Linked DNA regions of Sus scrofa: region 1 is linked to region 2. A link is a contact called in public Hi-C data. All regions are on one chromosome and are shown on one strand. The core of a region is the stretch at or near the end of the contact, and the rest is flanking DNA. Distances in the headings are between cores, read along the strand shown.

What was found. Hi-C and Micro-C count contacts between places; a contact is called where the count stands out from the background.
Region 1: a contact with region 2 is called in a Hi-C map of skeletal muscle, with 2.0 times the contacts expected there. The contact joins two enhancer-like sites. A contact is called at or near these places in 4 of 47 Hi-C or Micro-C datasets (alveolar macrophages, epiblast stem cells, psoas muscle and 1 more).

The regions. Positions count from the first base shown.
Region 1 is chr1:261,840,282-261,847,623 of Sscrofa11.1, forward strand. It overlaps DAB2IP (disabled homolog 2-interacting protein), which reads left to right. Exons shown (of 18, transcript XM_003353636.5): 10 at 937-1,173; 11 at 2,628-2,829; 12 at 4,657-4,835; 13 at 6,878-7,342. Among named protein-coding and RNA genes, the nearest start is that of DAB2IP, 110 kb to the left of the region's middle. Within about 2 kb of position 2,995, at least 1 of the 83 cell types and tissues checked has an H3K27ac peak or open chromatin away from gene starts, as enhancers often do. A contact at or near this core is called in skeletal muscle, where this site is marked.
Region 2 is chr1:261,773,711-261,780,609 of Sscrofa11.1, forward strand. It overlaps DAB2IP (disabled homolog 2-interacting protein), which reads left to right. Exons shown (of 18, transcript XM_003353636.5): 3 at 4,969-5,117. Among named protein-coding and RNA genes, the nearest start is that of DAB2IP, 45 kb to the left of the region's middle. Within about 2 kb of position 5,046, at least 32 of the 83 cell types and tissues checked have an H3K27ac peak or open chromatin away from gene starts, as enhancers often do. A contact at or near this core is called in skeletal muscle, where this site is marked.

The DNA of each region.
Region 1 (7,342 bases), core at 1,745-4,244, 65 kb after region 2:
TCAGTGCCTACCCCTGCCCAATCTTGCACCAGGTGCTTCCAGGGCCAGGACTAAAGGTCACCTGCCCTCACTTCTCTCGAGCCACGTCACTGTTGGTTCAGCCTCATTCACGGCCTGAGTCTGGGTGCTCGGCTTGTGGGACAAAAGCTTTTCAGGGTTACCATGGCCAAGGGTCTCGGCCTTAAGATAGCTCTTCCTCATTCTCAGCCTGTGGGTGAGGAACCTGAAGCCAAGAGTGGCCAGGCCTGGGACCGAGCACCCTGGGCTAGTGACAGTGCCAGGTATAGGCTGGGTTCAGGGAGCACACATCCTCTAGGGTGAAAAGATAGGAAGGTTGCCCTGTCGGCCTCACTGTGGTGGGGGTGGGGTTGTGCCCATGGAGAGGGCCCCCAGCCGGGTCTGAGAACCCTGTCCACACCTGCCGGTGGGAGGCGCGCCTTATTTCCCTCTCCGTGGAGAAAGCGCAGAGCTGTGGTCTCACTCTGTGGTTCTGATCCTCCCATCTTTCTGGTCTCACTGCGAGCTCTGCTGAAAACCTCTGATTCCTGTGACATCATTTGCCTGAAGGGAGTATGTCTCAGAAGCCAGGGATGGGGACCAAGGGGCAGTGGTCTCTTCCCGCCGTGGTTCCCTCACTCTCCTCTAGATCCAGGTGCCTGCCCTGTGGGAGGAGGGTGAAGCTCCCTGGGATTGGCTTCCCCTCTGGCTCCACTGCGCCTGTGTCCCACTCCACTGGCCTGGGTGTCTGCACTCGCCGAGCATCCGCCCTGTGCTCTTCCTGTGCCCTGAGGATGGCCGGAGGAGTGCAGTGGGCTCAGAACTCCAGTGGCAGGCCGAGGGCACACAGCCGTCAGGGTTCCATTGGACCCGGACCAGGTCCCTGCTTTGCACCCTGTGGTGCTGGCGCCCTCCTGATACCTCATCTGTCCTGCGCAGCGTCTTCCCGCGGGAGCTGAAGGAGGTGTTTGCCTCATGGAGACAGGAATGCAGCAGCCGCGGCCGGCCCGACATCAGCGAGCGGCTCATCAGTGCCTCCCTGTTTCTGCGCTTCCTCTGCCCGGCCATTATGTCGCCCTCGCTCTTCCACCTGCTGCAGGAGTACCCCGACGACCGCACTGCCCGCACCCTCACCCTCATCGCCAAGGTCACCCAGAACCTCGCCAACTTCGCCAAGTGAGTGCCTCATGCCGCCTTGGCAGAGCCGGGGCACAGACTGGAGCCCATGGTGGGGTCTGTCCCAGAGCTGGACTGTGCCACAGGCCCGGCTTTAGTCCCTGCCACCCTCATTCCTTTTCATTTCGGTATGTTTCCTTAATTTTCAAAGGTGAGAAGACAAGATATTTTTTCCTTCTGCTTCTTTGCATGAACATTTGATCATAAGGATTCTCCCATGTACTTAACATTCACAAGCTTCATTTTGAAGTGAGTGGCTAACGTCCCTTCCCGGGAGAAGGGCCCTTGTCTCCCTAACCCGTCCCCTGTGGTCGGGCTCTCGGCTTGTTTCCAACTGTCCTTGTCCAATGCTGCCAAGGACGTCTTTGCTCATGAAGCACCTGTGTTCCCACTGCCCCTTGAAGCCAGTGGGTGAGAACAGAAGGGTCGGGTCAACCAGTCGCTCTCATGAGGTGTGGAGACATGCTGGGCTGTGACTCACACCTGGTCCCCTCCCTGTTGGAGCCGGCATGTCAACAGAGGAGAGAGCCGTGACGGAGAGGGACCCGGCCTCGTAGGAGGTCCTAAGCTTCCCCGGAGAGGAAAGAGGGTGGTCTCTTAGAAGACGAGCTCCCCCAGCTGCGTGTTAGGGCGAAAGGCAGCAGGAACAGAGGCAGGCAGGCCCGGGAGGGCTGTGTACAGGAGGCACTGGGCACCATACGTGTTCTGAATTGTCAGGTGCCTGCTGGGGGGAGGGGCAGATGAGACCCAAGGGGACAGCAGGGACTTGAAGGACATTGGGAGCTGCCAGAGGGCTTTGAGCAAGGGGAGAAGATGACCCTCACCTGTCCTGGGTCCTGCAGAGGTCAGCCTGGCAGCAGTGGGGCAGGGGAGGTAGAAGGAGCGGGACTGGCAGCCAGGAGGCTGGGAGGAGAGCAAAGCTGTGGTTCCCGTAAAAGCACAGCGGCGGCAGTATTAGGTCAGGGTGGCCGCAGGGTCAGGGTGATTAGAAGATAAATTCGGCCAGTTGTGGGGGAGGAGGAAGGAGGAGTTGACTGACCACCGCCAGGCTTGTAGCATCTACACTGGGGATAGCGAGTCCTAGAGGAGGGGGCCAGTGCGGGGTGACGGGGGCGACCTCAGGTCTGCCCAAGCTGAGGACACAGGGAGGTGCCCACGGAGTACGTGTCTGAAAGCTGAGCAGAGAGACCTGGCCAGGCCTGGATTGAGAGCCATCTGCCCCCAGGCCGTTGACCATCGGGGGAAGAGGATGGAGACTGTGACCGGCAGCGAATGGGGAGCGAGGGCCGCGGAGCATTCCAGGTCCCATGAGGAAGGAGGACCCCAAGTCAGAGTGGACTAGTTGGCTGGGGAGCGAATGGCGGGGAGGGGTGGGAGCTGAGGAGGTGAGGGTCTCAGAGAAGGGGCTTCCTGGGCGGGGCCCAGGGCGCTTAGCCTGTCTGCTCCACTTCCAGATTTGGCAGCAAGGAGGAGTACATGTCGTTCATGAACCAGTTCCTGGAGCACGAGTGGACCAACATGCAGCGCTTCCTGCTGGAGATCTCCAACCCGGAGACCATCTCCAACACAGCTGGCTTCGAGGGCTACATCGACCTGGGCCGTGAGCTCTCCAGCCTGCACTCGCTGCTCTGGGAGGCCGTCAGCCAGCTGGAGCAGGTGCCTATCCGCACAGGGCCGAGACAGGGCAGAGGGGGCGCTGGAGGCTGCGCCTCCTCCCACAGCGTAACCACAGAGGTCAGAGGGGTCACCTGTGTGGCGTGGATCAGCAGCCCTGCCCGAGCCCTGTCGGCAGACACCAGGGGATCTTGGGGCCACTTCCTTGGAGGGGGCGCTATGTCCACTCGCCCGGAGAGCCCACTCTGTGTGCTGGGGCTGCAGCTGTGTCTGCACGCACACTGCATCACGTGGGTGGAGTCCACGGGTGAAGGTGTGCTCCCTACCTGTAAGAAATGTGATCGAATTTAGCTGCTTCTCCGAAAATGTCTTTGCTCTGGGTTTTAAGTTCGCTGATATGAAAAAGATAGACTCTGAAGATACTGCACCTCAACATGTCAGGCAGGATATTACAAACCTTTCCAGAACTGCCCTTGACCATCAGCTGAAATGGTTATTTCCTAGACCCCCCGACCTTGCTGCAGCCACCTGGAGGGGAGCCTCTGTGGCCTGGGGCTCCACTACCCCCAGTGGCCCCAGCCCACACCCAACAGGTTCTTGGCAGCAAGGGCTGGGCCTCCCAGGATCCACATCCAGAGCATCTGTTGCTTCCCAGGGCTCTGAGATCATCTTACAAAAGTAGCTACTGCTGAGGCAGGGCTGGAAGGCTCCCTACTCCTGTCCCATCCCTACAGGTGACCACTCAGGGCTCTCTGGTGTTCAGCCTTCTGGATATATCTGTGCATATGTTAAGTACACATAGGCAGAGTTCTTTCCCTTTTTGTTAAAGGGAGAACTGTGCGTGCCATGTGCATTTCTCACTTCTCTGTTGTGGGCGTCTTTCCACCACAGTACATGCTGCATCTTCACTGTGACCTTTCTAATGGCCACAGGCTGTCCAGTCATATGACTGCACCGTTTATGTCTCTGGACACTCAGATCAGTCCCAGCTTTTTCACTACAAACAGATGCTGTTGCAGTCATTTCTGTTCCTTTATGTCTGTTGCCCTTTGGCTGCAAGAGACCCAGGAGGGAGAAATGGAAATGAGGTCAAGTCCCTTTCCTCCACTGCTGCCAGCACTGGTCACTCTGCTGTCACCACTTAGCCCCTGTGCCAGCCACCGTCCTCCATATCTGTGTGGCCAGGCAAGAGGTAGGGAAGACGGTCAGCAGCCGTCACAGCTGACAGCGTTGAAGCAGAATTTAAAATTGAGCTGTTGGCCGCTCACGTCTCTTCTCTTTTGACCATGTGAGTTATTTCTTTTTGCACAAAACCCTAGGTGGAAGCCGGGCGTTAAGCAGGTGAAGGCAGAGTCCCTTTTCCCCGGCCTAGAACCTTTAGCACCACAGTCTGAACCAGGGCAGTGAGGTTCAGATGAGCCCAGTCACTACGCTGTGCCTGACCAGCCATTTGTAATCTGTCTAGTGGTGCCTGCTCCATGCCTGGGCCATCGCCATGGGGACTCAGGTGTTAAGGTGGGTCCAGCCCACCCTGTGGAGTAGGTGACTTGATGGGGCAGTGTCCCAGAAGCCTCTCCAGTGGGAGGTGTAGGTGGGGAACTTCTGGGGTCCCCCGTGGCCTTTCCTCTCTGGGACCAGTGAGGGTGGAGGGTTTGGACAAGGTGAGCATTTCTCCCCGTGGACCTCCCGTCTTGTCCCAGAAATGTCTGAGGAACTGGTAGGAATGTAATTTGAGGCTCATTCCCCGCTTCCCAGACCTGCTGGATTTGACTGCAGGGCAGGGCGGCGGGCCTGCATTTCTGACGACTCAGCACTTTCGAACACAGTGGCTGCAGTGGATCACACCTGCCTGTTGCTCTGTCTTTGCAGAGCATTGTATCCAAACTGGGGCCTCTGCCACGAATCCTAAGGGACGTCCACACAGCGTTGAGCACCCCAGGCAGTGGGCAGCTCACAGGGACCAACGACTTGGCCTCCACGCCTGGCTCTGGCAGCAGCAGCATCTCAGCTGGACTTCAGAAGATGGTGATTGAGAACGATCTCTCTGGGTAAGAATTGTCAGGCACGCCTCGAGTTGTGGGGTTTACCGGTAAGCCCATCTGCGTTCTCATTTGGGGAGGAGGATACCTCCACAGGTGTTTATAAAACAAGCCGGATGAGACTCACTGTGTTCTGCAGGCCCTAAGTGATGTTCAAATAGTGAACTTCTATTTGGGAAAAATCAGAGAAGGCTTCCTGGAGGAGGTGGTGCTACAGTTTTGAGCTTTTTTGGAAAAGTAACATTTCCATTAGTAGAAAAGACATTCTAGGTATAGGGACCAGCACAAACAAAGCCTAGAGAAACGACACCTTCTGTTGAAGAACAATTACGGTTCCCCACCACTTGTGCATCACTGGTTTGTGAGTTAAAAATACCTGTTTCCTCATATTTCCTATACGTGAATCATAATCGCCACAAGTGGTGCACAAGGGTATATGTTTTCAGGAGGTGCTCAGGTGACTCTGCAAGGCTTAGAGACCAGGAGCCCCAGAAACTAGAGAGATGCTGAGGCCCAGCCCCCTGAGCCCCCAGCCCTGGGGCAAGAGCCTGTAAATCAAGCACATGTACACACAGTGGAGGGAAAGGCAAGTGTTCTCAAGTGTTGACATCAAAATAAGGACATTCCTTCAAAAGCCCTGGCATATACACTGGACTGTCATGTCCCATCATACCTTCCGCTCCTCTCCCAGGGCCATCTGGGACCTGCTAGCAGGCATGAGGCTGGAGCAGCAGAGGTGGGAGCTGTCTGACTCTGGGCTGGTGGCAGCAGCAGCAGCAGCAGGCTTTTAGCAGGCAAGGGCATTGAGTCAGGGCCTGGGGTGTGGCGCGTGGGACTGGAGGCCCAGCAGGAGGCCGGAGATGCGGAGACCTGACACCCTTCCCGCATCCCTCTGAGTCTTGAGGGGGGCTGTTCATACAGCCTTTCAAATGAAGCAAAGCAAGAGTTCAGATGGGGACCTGCTTTGCCCTAGAGGTGGCTGGGCACATGGGTTCTTAAGAGACCTGACGCGGCATGTGGCAGGATGGCCAGGCTCATGGTTGGTCTGGGTTTCTCCCAGCTCCACCTGCTGCTCTTGTCCACTTCTCAGCCCACCAGTGCTTTGGCCCTGGTGGTCGCAGCCTGCCTGCCTAAGTCCCATCACTTGGGGCCTGGCACTTCCTCTTCCAGCCCAGGCTAAGCCATACTCTATACCAAGCCCACGCCGAACCCATAAGTTCTTGCTGCCTCCCGCCCACACTGAGCCCTGTTCCCCCCACATCCCTTCCTCCAAAGCCCACCTGGCCCCACCACGTGCCTTCTTGCAAGGAGCTGGCTTCCAGGTGGGGTCCGGAGTGGGGCCGGAAGACCTCTTTGGGGGGGGCCACTGCAGGTGCAGACCCTCCCTGCCTGAGTCATTCCTGGAGGATCCTCCTGACTCCTTGTTTTTGCCAGAAGCTCCAGCCCCCGCCTGCCAGTCAGACAAGGGGTGGCAGCAGGAGGCTTCAGCAAGAGGCTTTGCTCAGTGCAGGCCCCCACTCAGGTTATCAGTCTGATTAGGAACAAGAGAGAAGAGGCAGAACCTTTGTGGCTTTGAAGTTGGGGTTCTCAGTGCAGGATGCTTGGAGGGCAGAGAGCCACTGCGTTTTGGGTTTGGGTTTAGCTAAGGGGAATTTTCCAGAACACTCCAGGCCCCAGAACTCACGGCCCCAAGATGCAGCCGAGCAGGGGACAGGCCTGCCAAGCAGCTTGGCCTGGCGCTGGCAGCACTGGCTCCTAGAGCAGAGGTTCTGTGGAGGAGCTGCCTCGGCCCTCGTGGTGGCTTCTTCCAGGGTCAGCTGCCCCAGCTGTGGTTTGGTTCTGCGGCCGGGCCACTGGTCCCCAGGACTCTCCCACTCTTGCCACCTCTGCACCTCCTCTCCCCCGCTTTCCCTCCCCTCCCCCCGCTCCCCAACCCTGGCTCAGGCTGCTGGGCGGCAGGTTGGTGGGGGCTGTCAGTCGGGACCGCCTCGGCCACATTCACAGTTTTTCTCTTCCCCCTTCTTTCCCTGTGTGTGCTTGTCTCCCTGCAGTCTGATAGATTTCACCCGGTTACCGTCTCCAACCCCCGAAAACAAGGACTTGTTTTTTGTCACAAGGTCCTCCGGGGTCCAGCCCTCACCTGCCCGCAGCTCGAGTTACTCGGAAGCCAACGAGCCCGATCTTCAGATGGCCAACGGTGGCAAGAGCCTGTCCATGGTGGACCTCCAAGATGCCCGCGCGCTGGACGGGGAGGCGGGCTCCCCAGCAGGCCCCGACGCCCTCGCCGCCGATGGGCAGGTGCCCACCGCTCAGCTGGTGGCTGGGTGGCCGGCCCGGGCAGCCCCAGTGAGCCTGGCAGGGCTGGCCACTGTGCGGCGGGCAGGCCAGACGCCGACCACACCGGGCACCTCGGAGGGTGCACCAGGCCGGCCCCAGCTGTTGGCACCGCTCTCCTTCCAGAACCCTGTGTACCAGATGGCGGCCGGCCTGCCGCTGTCTCCCCGCGGCCTCGGCGA
Region 2 (6,899 bases), core at 3,796-6,295:
CCATTGTGGCTCAGCAGTAACAAGCCCGGCTAGTATCCATGAGGTTGTGGGTTCAATTCCTGGCCTTGCTTGGTAGGTTAAAGGATCCAGCATTGCTGTGAGCTTTGGTGTAGGTTGCAGATGCACCTCAGAGCTGGCATTGCTGTGGCTGTGATGTAGGCTGGCAGCTGCAGCTCCAATTTGACCCCTAGCCTGGGAACTTGCATATGCCCCAAGTGGGGCCCTAAAAAGCAAAGCAAAAAAAAAAAAAAAAAAAAGAAAGAAAGAAAAGAAAAGAAAAAAGAAAAAAATGGCAAACAAAGAAATCACATGTCTGGAATTCTGAAAGGCCTTTGAGAAAGTCACCCAGGACTTTCTAGAGAAGCAGTGCTTTGGGTCAAGGTCAGCATGGGGGAGAACTGGAGTGTCGGGAACAGGAATGGGGGAGCAGCCAAGAACTCGGGTCCTTCCAGCGAGAGACTTTCTTGCACTTTGGTCATTGACGTGGATAGAAGCCCAAGGGGCCTGTGGATCAGCTGGAGGGAGGATGTCCCCGTGGGCAGTGAGCTGTCACAGATCAGGGCACAGCCTACAAGGGTTGGGGGTGGTGACACCAGGCAGCAGCCCTGTGCAAAAGCTCCTGGTGCCTTAGTTGACCTAAGCTCAGTGGCACAGCTGCAGGGGAATGGGGCTGTGTTAGCAAAGGCAGAGCACCCCATCTGGGGAGGGGGCAGGCCTGGTCCCCGCAGACTGTGCAGGCGCCGTGCTGAGCTTTAGACATCAGTCCCTGAGCCAGTGAATGAAAGCTGAGGCCTCCACCTGAGGAGCCCCGCCCGCCCGAGCACTTTGAACCTCCCGAGTCTCTGTGAGGTTGCTTTAGAAGAAAGCGTCTGTTTAAAAGTTCAAAACTACCAAACTGAATGATATATTCTGTGGCTCCGGCATGCTTTTGCAAGCATGTTCATTCATTCACTAGGTGTGACACCAGCCCTGTCCCTGCTGCCAAGTTGCTTTCAAGCTCCTCTGAGAGCCTAGACAGACTCCTACCTGTGGGGGTCACATAACTTCTCGGCCAAAAAATCAGTGGTTGTATTAGAGCCAACAAGGGTAAAAATACTAATAAAGCTGGCAACTATTGTGTTTAGTTTCTTAGTATTTACCGCTTTACTCGTGATATCTTAACTCGTTTAATCCTTCCGCAAGCCTACAGAGTAGCATCCTAGCCCATTTTACAGATAGGGACACTGAGGCTCAGAGAGGTCCAGTAATTTGCCCACAACTTATCTGAACTAAGATTTGAACACAAGTGGTATGCAAGGACTTGAGCTGGTCTGAGAGGTGTGATAGGTGTGTGTAGTCAAGGGTGGCTTCCTGGAGAAGATGGATAAAGAGCCAGGCCCTGGGGATGTGGAAAGGGGCTGGGTGGGTGGGTGGGGGTTGCCCAGAGCCCTCTCTGTCCTACTTAGTCATCACTGCTTCCCCCACCCATTTCACAAATTGGTGAGGGGCCGTGCCTACCATCTCAGCAGCGGTGTGTGGAGCTGGACTTGAGTCCTGTTTGCCTGCCTTCGGCTCCCAGCTCTCAGCCACTGGGCTGGCAGTGAGCTCCATCACCAGGAGCATGGAGCACCCCATTTTACCCAAAGAAGAGATATGATTTGTCCACTGCCCCTCCCTAAAGATCGACTTGGGTCGAGAACAAAATTTTCTGAAGGTCGGTCAGTCCCTCTTCCTGAGTTCAGGACTGCAAGCTGCCTGTAGAAATCACTTCCTGGGACCTCCCCCTGAAGGGACAGGAGAAAAGGCTTGTCTCCCTTCATCCAGGGCTGCGTGAGGAGCCACCCTTGTCCCTCCACCCCATGAAGGAGGTCAGTAAGCAAGCTGCGAGGCTGGGCAGGGCAGGGAACTGGAGTCTGGGGTCTTTGATTAACGTTGCTCTGTGACCTTGGGAAAGACCCTACCCGTCTCTGGGCCTTATTCATCCTTGTAATATAGTCTTTTGGAATCTGAGTCCCCATTCGGGGGATCAGGAGCATTTGTTGAGCCTCCATACGTAGAGCCCTGAGCTGGGTCTGCTGGGGTGCACAGGGTCCTTCAGGGTGGACATGTGTGATGTGGCCGGGGGCTAACAGGGGTTTTCCCCATTGCTCTAAGGACCTACTCTCCCATGAATCTGAGCTCCCTGTCCTTTTGCTATTCTGTACACTGCTCACCTCACAGTGTTCATGGCAGTCTTGGTCATTGTGTCTTGCGCATAGTCGGCTCTTTACGGATGGTGAATGAGTGAATGTTATAGAGAGCTTGAGTCCCCAAGGTCACGGTCAGGATGACAGGTAATGCTTAACAGAGGAGCACTGAGTGATGGGTGGGGATGGGGATACGTGTCCCACTCACCCTCCTCGAAGGAAGAAAACTTTTTTGTTTTTTAAACTCAGGAGTAGGCTGAAGCTGTCCATATTGATGCATAAGAAGCTCCATAAATTGTGAAACGTGCGTCATGGTTCTTTGTACCACGAGAATGTAAAAGTTGTGAAATCTTCAGCAGTATAGAAAATAAAAGCCAAGAAAAAGTAGAAGCCCATTGGGGGAACTGGCTTGACAATACTACCTGTGAGAGAAGAACCCATCCAATTTAGCCAGGTGCATCTCCACCCCCACCCGCAAACCTGGCAAGAGGCCGAGATTGGGAGAGCCCAGAGCTTATTCGGAGTGGAGGTCCCTGCCTTTGAGCTGTGTCTCCCAGAGGGCCTACCGTTCCCTGGGCCTGCTACCCTTTGTGGTCTCTCTGCATTAAGCCTTGTCCTGTCTGTGGGTCACACCTCTGGAGCAGCCCTCCCCCTAAGAGATAGGTGTTGAACTGCAGCTGATTAAAGTGCACTGATGAAAGTTCCCATCGTGGCTCAGTGGTTAATGAACCTGACTAGCATCCATGAGGACGCAGGTTTGATTCCTGGCCTTGCTTAGTGAGTTAAGGACCCAGCATTGCCGTGAGCTGTGGTGTAAGCTGCAGATGCGGCTCGGATATGGTGTTGCTGTGGCTGGGGTGTAGGCTGGCTGCTACAGCTCCAACTCGACCCCTAGCCTGGGAACTACATATGCTGCAGGTGCAGCCCTAAAAAAACCAAAAAAAAAATGAAAAATAAATAAAGTGCATTGATGGGTAATACCAGGCTACAGAGGTGAGAGGTGTCTGAATGAAGGCCCTCTGAATGAAGTGGCATTTCAGCTGGGCCTTGAAGGATGTGCAGAATTCTGGCAGCTGGCCACAAGCATAGGAATGGGAGAGATTGAGTTGGGGGGAGGGGAGTAAGGGCAGAAAAATGAGAAAAGGGAAAGCTTGAAGAGGGTGGGCAGAAGAGGGAGGTCTTATGGGAAAAGCTCTGGCATGAGACAGGCTTGCCTGGAAGCTGTGTGTCCTTGGGTGAGTCATTTCACCTCTCTGAGCAAGGTTTCTTCATTTGCAGAAAGAGATAATGTTTCTCTGTCATTTCTGTTTGTGTGGGTGACACGAGGTGACATGTACAGCCAGCGTTTGCCCTCATCGTGTCTAGGGTGCTACGGCCAGAGCAAGGTCAGATCCAACAAGGGCGTGGCCTATAGCAAATGTCCAATTCTCTTCCCAGACCAGAGAGAGGGCTGCCAAGCCAACCCTTTATTGTGTGATGGATGAATGCAGTGTTCGGATTGTGTACAACATTAACTTCCAAATGAGTTACTTTCCCATTTCCCTCTGTCTTTATGTTACCTGGAATTGAGGCTGGGGTGAGGGAGTCCCCAGAATCCCTCTCAGGCAACTCCACCAGGAAGGGAATCTCCCTTCCCTTAGCTTTCCTCTCCCTCCAACTACCTGAAGGTTCTAGGTCCAGAACACCCCAGGCTGTGGCTCCTTGAGCCCCCAAATCCATCCCATTACCTGTAAAGGGAGCACTGGTTCGAGCTGCTGTACTGCATGCTGTCTCTTCCTTAGACTGGGAGCTCTGGGGGCTGGGCCCGGCATATCAGCGCAGCCTGACAAATGGACGAATGGCTTGAATGCGGGCTCTCCAGGCTGAGGTTTGCCACAGTCCTCCCAGAAGCGGCCCTTGCCTGCCATGGGTCATAAATGAACCAGGCAGCAGTCCCTCCAGAGAAGGTCCAGCCTTCCCTCAGACCTGGTTCCAAATCTGGAAGCATGCAGGGGGAATACTCAGCAAACCCTTCAGTCCCTTGGTCTCAGTCTGAGCTAGGTCACTCTGTCCCCAAGGTGGTTGCCCCTGCTGAGGTACAATGGTTCCAGGCAAAGGGCTCCACCCTGAGGGCCTGTGACAGTCACCAGCGAAAGGCAAGATGCCCAGGTTAGGGGTCCAGGGGGCAGGGTACTACCAGGTGCCGAGCTGGCCAGCCGTTCCCCAGAGGACCAAACGCCTGCTCCAAGAGCCTTAGTTTCCCCCATCTGTGCAACCAGGGCTGAGAACACCAACCTCCTGGGTGGAGGAAGGCGCTTTGGCAATCCTGGACGGGGTGGGTAGGGGGCGTGGATTCTTCCAGGTGGATGGGGGTGTGACCTCCTTACAGTGAGAGGTGAGGGGGCTGCAGATGCGGAGGCCCGGGGTGGGGGGGTGTCCCTCCCCTACGCAGCCCCGCCCCCCTCGGCCCTGAGGGGCTCCCTCCGCCCCCGCGCCTGGGGGGCTCGGGCGTCCTCGGTCGCGGCCGGCGCGGCTCGGCTCGGCGTCGCCATGGCAACAGCGGCTTAGGGGGCGGGGGCGACGTGGCGGGCGGGCAGGCGGGCGGCGTGGGGTGGGCTGGGCCGCGCTGCGCGGGCCGGGCCGTCGGCGCTCGGTCGGCGGGCGGGCGGAGCGGGCAGCGAGCTGCTGGGGCCGAGCCCGAGCCCGCGCCCGCCCTCGGCCGCTCGGCCGCCCGAGCCAGGGCGCGGGTCCCGCGCGGGTCCCGGGCCCGCCGGTGCCGCGCTAACCCCGCCTCCCCTTCCCCCTCTTGTCGCCCCGCGCGCAGGGCTTCCTCAGCCGCCGCCTCAAGGGCTCTATCAAGCGCACCAAGAGCCAGCCCAAGCTGGACCGCAACCACAGCTTCCGCCACATCCTGCCGGGGTTCCGGAGCGCCGCCGCCGCCGCCGCAGCCGCCTCCGCCGCGGACAATGAGAGGTGAGCCCGCCGCCGCCGCCGCCTGGCCCGGCCTCCGCGCGCCGCCGCCCCAGGATGCGCCCCGGAGGGCGCGGGGACAAAGCGAGAGCCCCAGCTGGGGCGCGCTGTAAGCGTGAGGGCACCCCACGCCACCCTCCGGCAACTTGTGGGGCCACCTCGGACGGGGTGGAGGGCGCGACGGGAGGACCCTCCTCTCTCTCCCCGAGGGTGAGGACTGGGTGACCCAGCCGCGGGGCGAGGCCGGGCGGGAAGTGCCCTCACCAAGAAGTCCTCGCCTCGCCGAGGTGGGCATTGTTTCCAGGGCGGTGCGGTGCCCGGGGCTGGGGAAAGAAGTGGCGCCTCCACCCCAGGATCCATCCCCCTGCCTCTGGAGCCCTTGGGCGTCCGATACAAAAGGCATTTTTGGCTGGGTTTTGCGGGGACCCAGCGGTGAGGAAAAGGGTGAACATCTGGAGGGGAGGAGCAGCAGGGGGCTGGGCCGCTTAGGGGGCACATCTGCTCTAAGTAGGGCGCGTGCTCCGCTGGGGGCTGGGGCGAGCGGAGCGGGCAGTGCTGGGGCCCTGAGCTCAGGGGCATTGCTTGAGGCCAAGGAAGAAGGGCCTCATCCTCTCCAGCCTGGGCAGCTGCTTCCCTCCCTCACCTCTCCACTCCCAGGGGTGTCTCCTATTCCCGGTTTCCTTTTCTTGGGCAAGCCTGGAGCAGGTGTGGAAATTCCAAGGGGAGGTGGCTTGTGGGGCAGAAGAGCAGAGGGAGGAGATGGTTCAGCCTGCCAGGAGTCACTGGCAAGGAGCAGGCTTCAGCTCGCAAGGGCAAGCCATCCTGTCTGCGTCCGGGGGCACTGGGCGGACACAGCCTCTCCGGGCCCAGGTCCTCCTTCTCCAGGTGTACTAGCCCGGCACCTTTCTACTTGGGCACAGGCATGGCGATGAATTCTGGTGCCAGTTAGAACGTGTCCCTGCTCAGCTAAGTGGAGGTGAAGGAACAGGCAGGCACCAAGGAGCCTTTTCAGCATTCAGCCCCCACATCTGAGGCCCCTGGCATCTGCCTTCCTTCATAGGGCTGTGCCCCTGTGTATGATTGGTAGGTTGGCACTCCCTGTCGGGGAGGCACAGGTAGAATGAAAATGTCTCTCCCCTCCCCCTTGGTTCCGGCAGGCAGAGGAGTACAAGTTATAGCCCAACTCCCGCCCAAGGTTGAGTGACTGTTTAACTGACCCCCAGCATTTTCTGGAAGAGTACCCCTTCCACCCTCCAGGAGAATTACCAGACCTTTAATTTTTATCAGCCCAGAACTACTCTCTCTAGGGCATCCTCACCTCTGCCTGCAGCTGGTTTCCTGCCCCAGCTGCCAAGCTCAGCTTGAGGCAGGACCCTCAGCCTTTCTCTGATGGCCCTGGTGCCCCAGGGGACCAGGCGTGCCCTGGCAGCAAGATTTAGCCAGGCCAGAGCTCAGCGCTGGGTGCAGCCACTGCGTCTTTGAAAATCTCCATTCCCATCTTTGTTATTGTCTGGGCGGCAGGCCACCGGGTTCGCTGCCTTCCTCCCTCTGCCCGGCCCCTTCCTCCGGCTTTCTCCCCCAGGAACATGCCTTTCTCTGCGCTCTCCTTGATGGGGGTCAGGACCCTCTGCACCCGCATGCGGGGCCTTGTGTACGTACCCCGTTTTGTGTGCATGCATGTTGGTTGTCTGGGGAGCAGGAGAGACAGCAGGCGGTCCGGCCTCTGAGTGTGTCTGCCCTCCCGGGAGCAGACAGCGTGCGTGCTGTGTTGCCGTGTTTACCTCC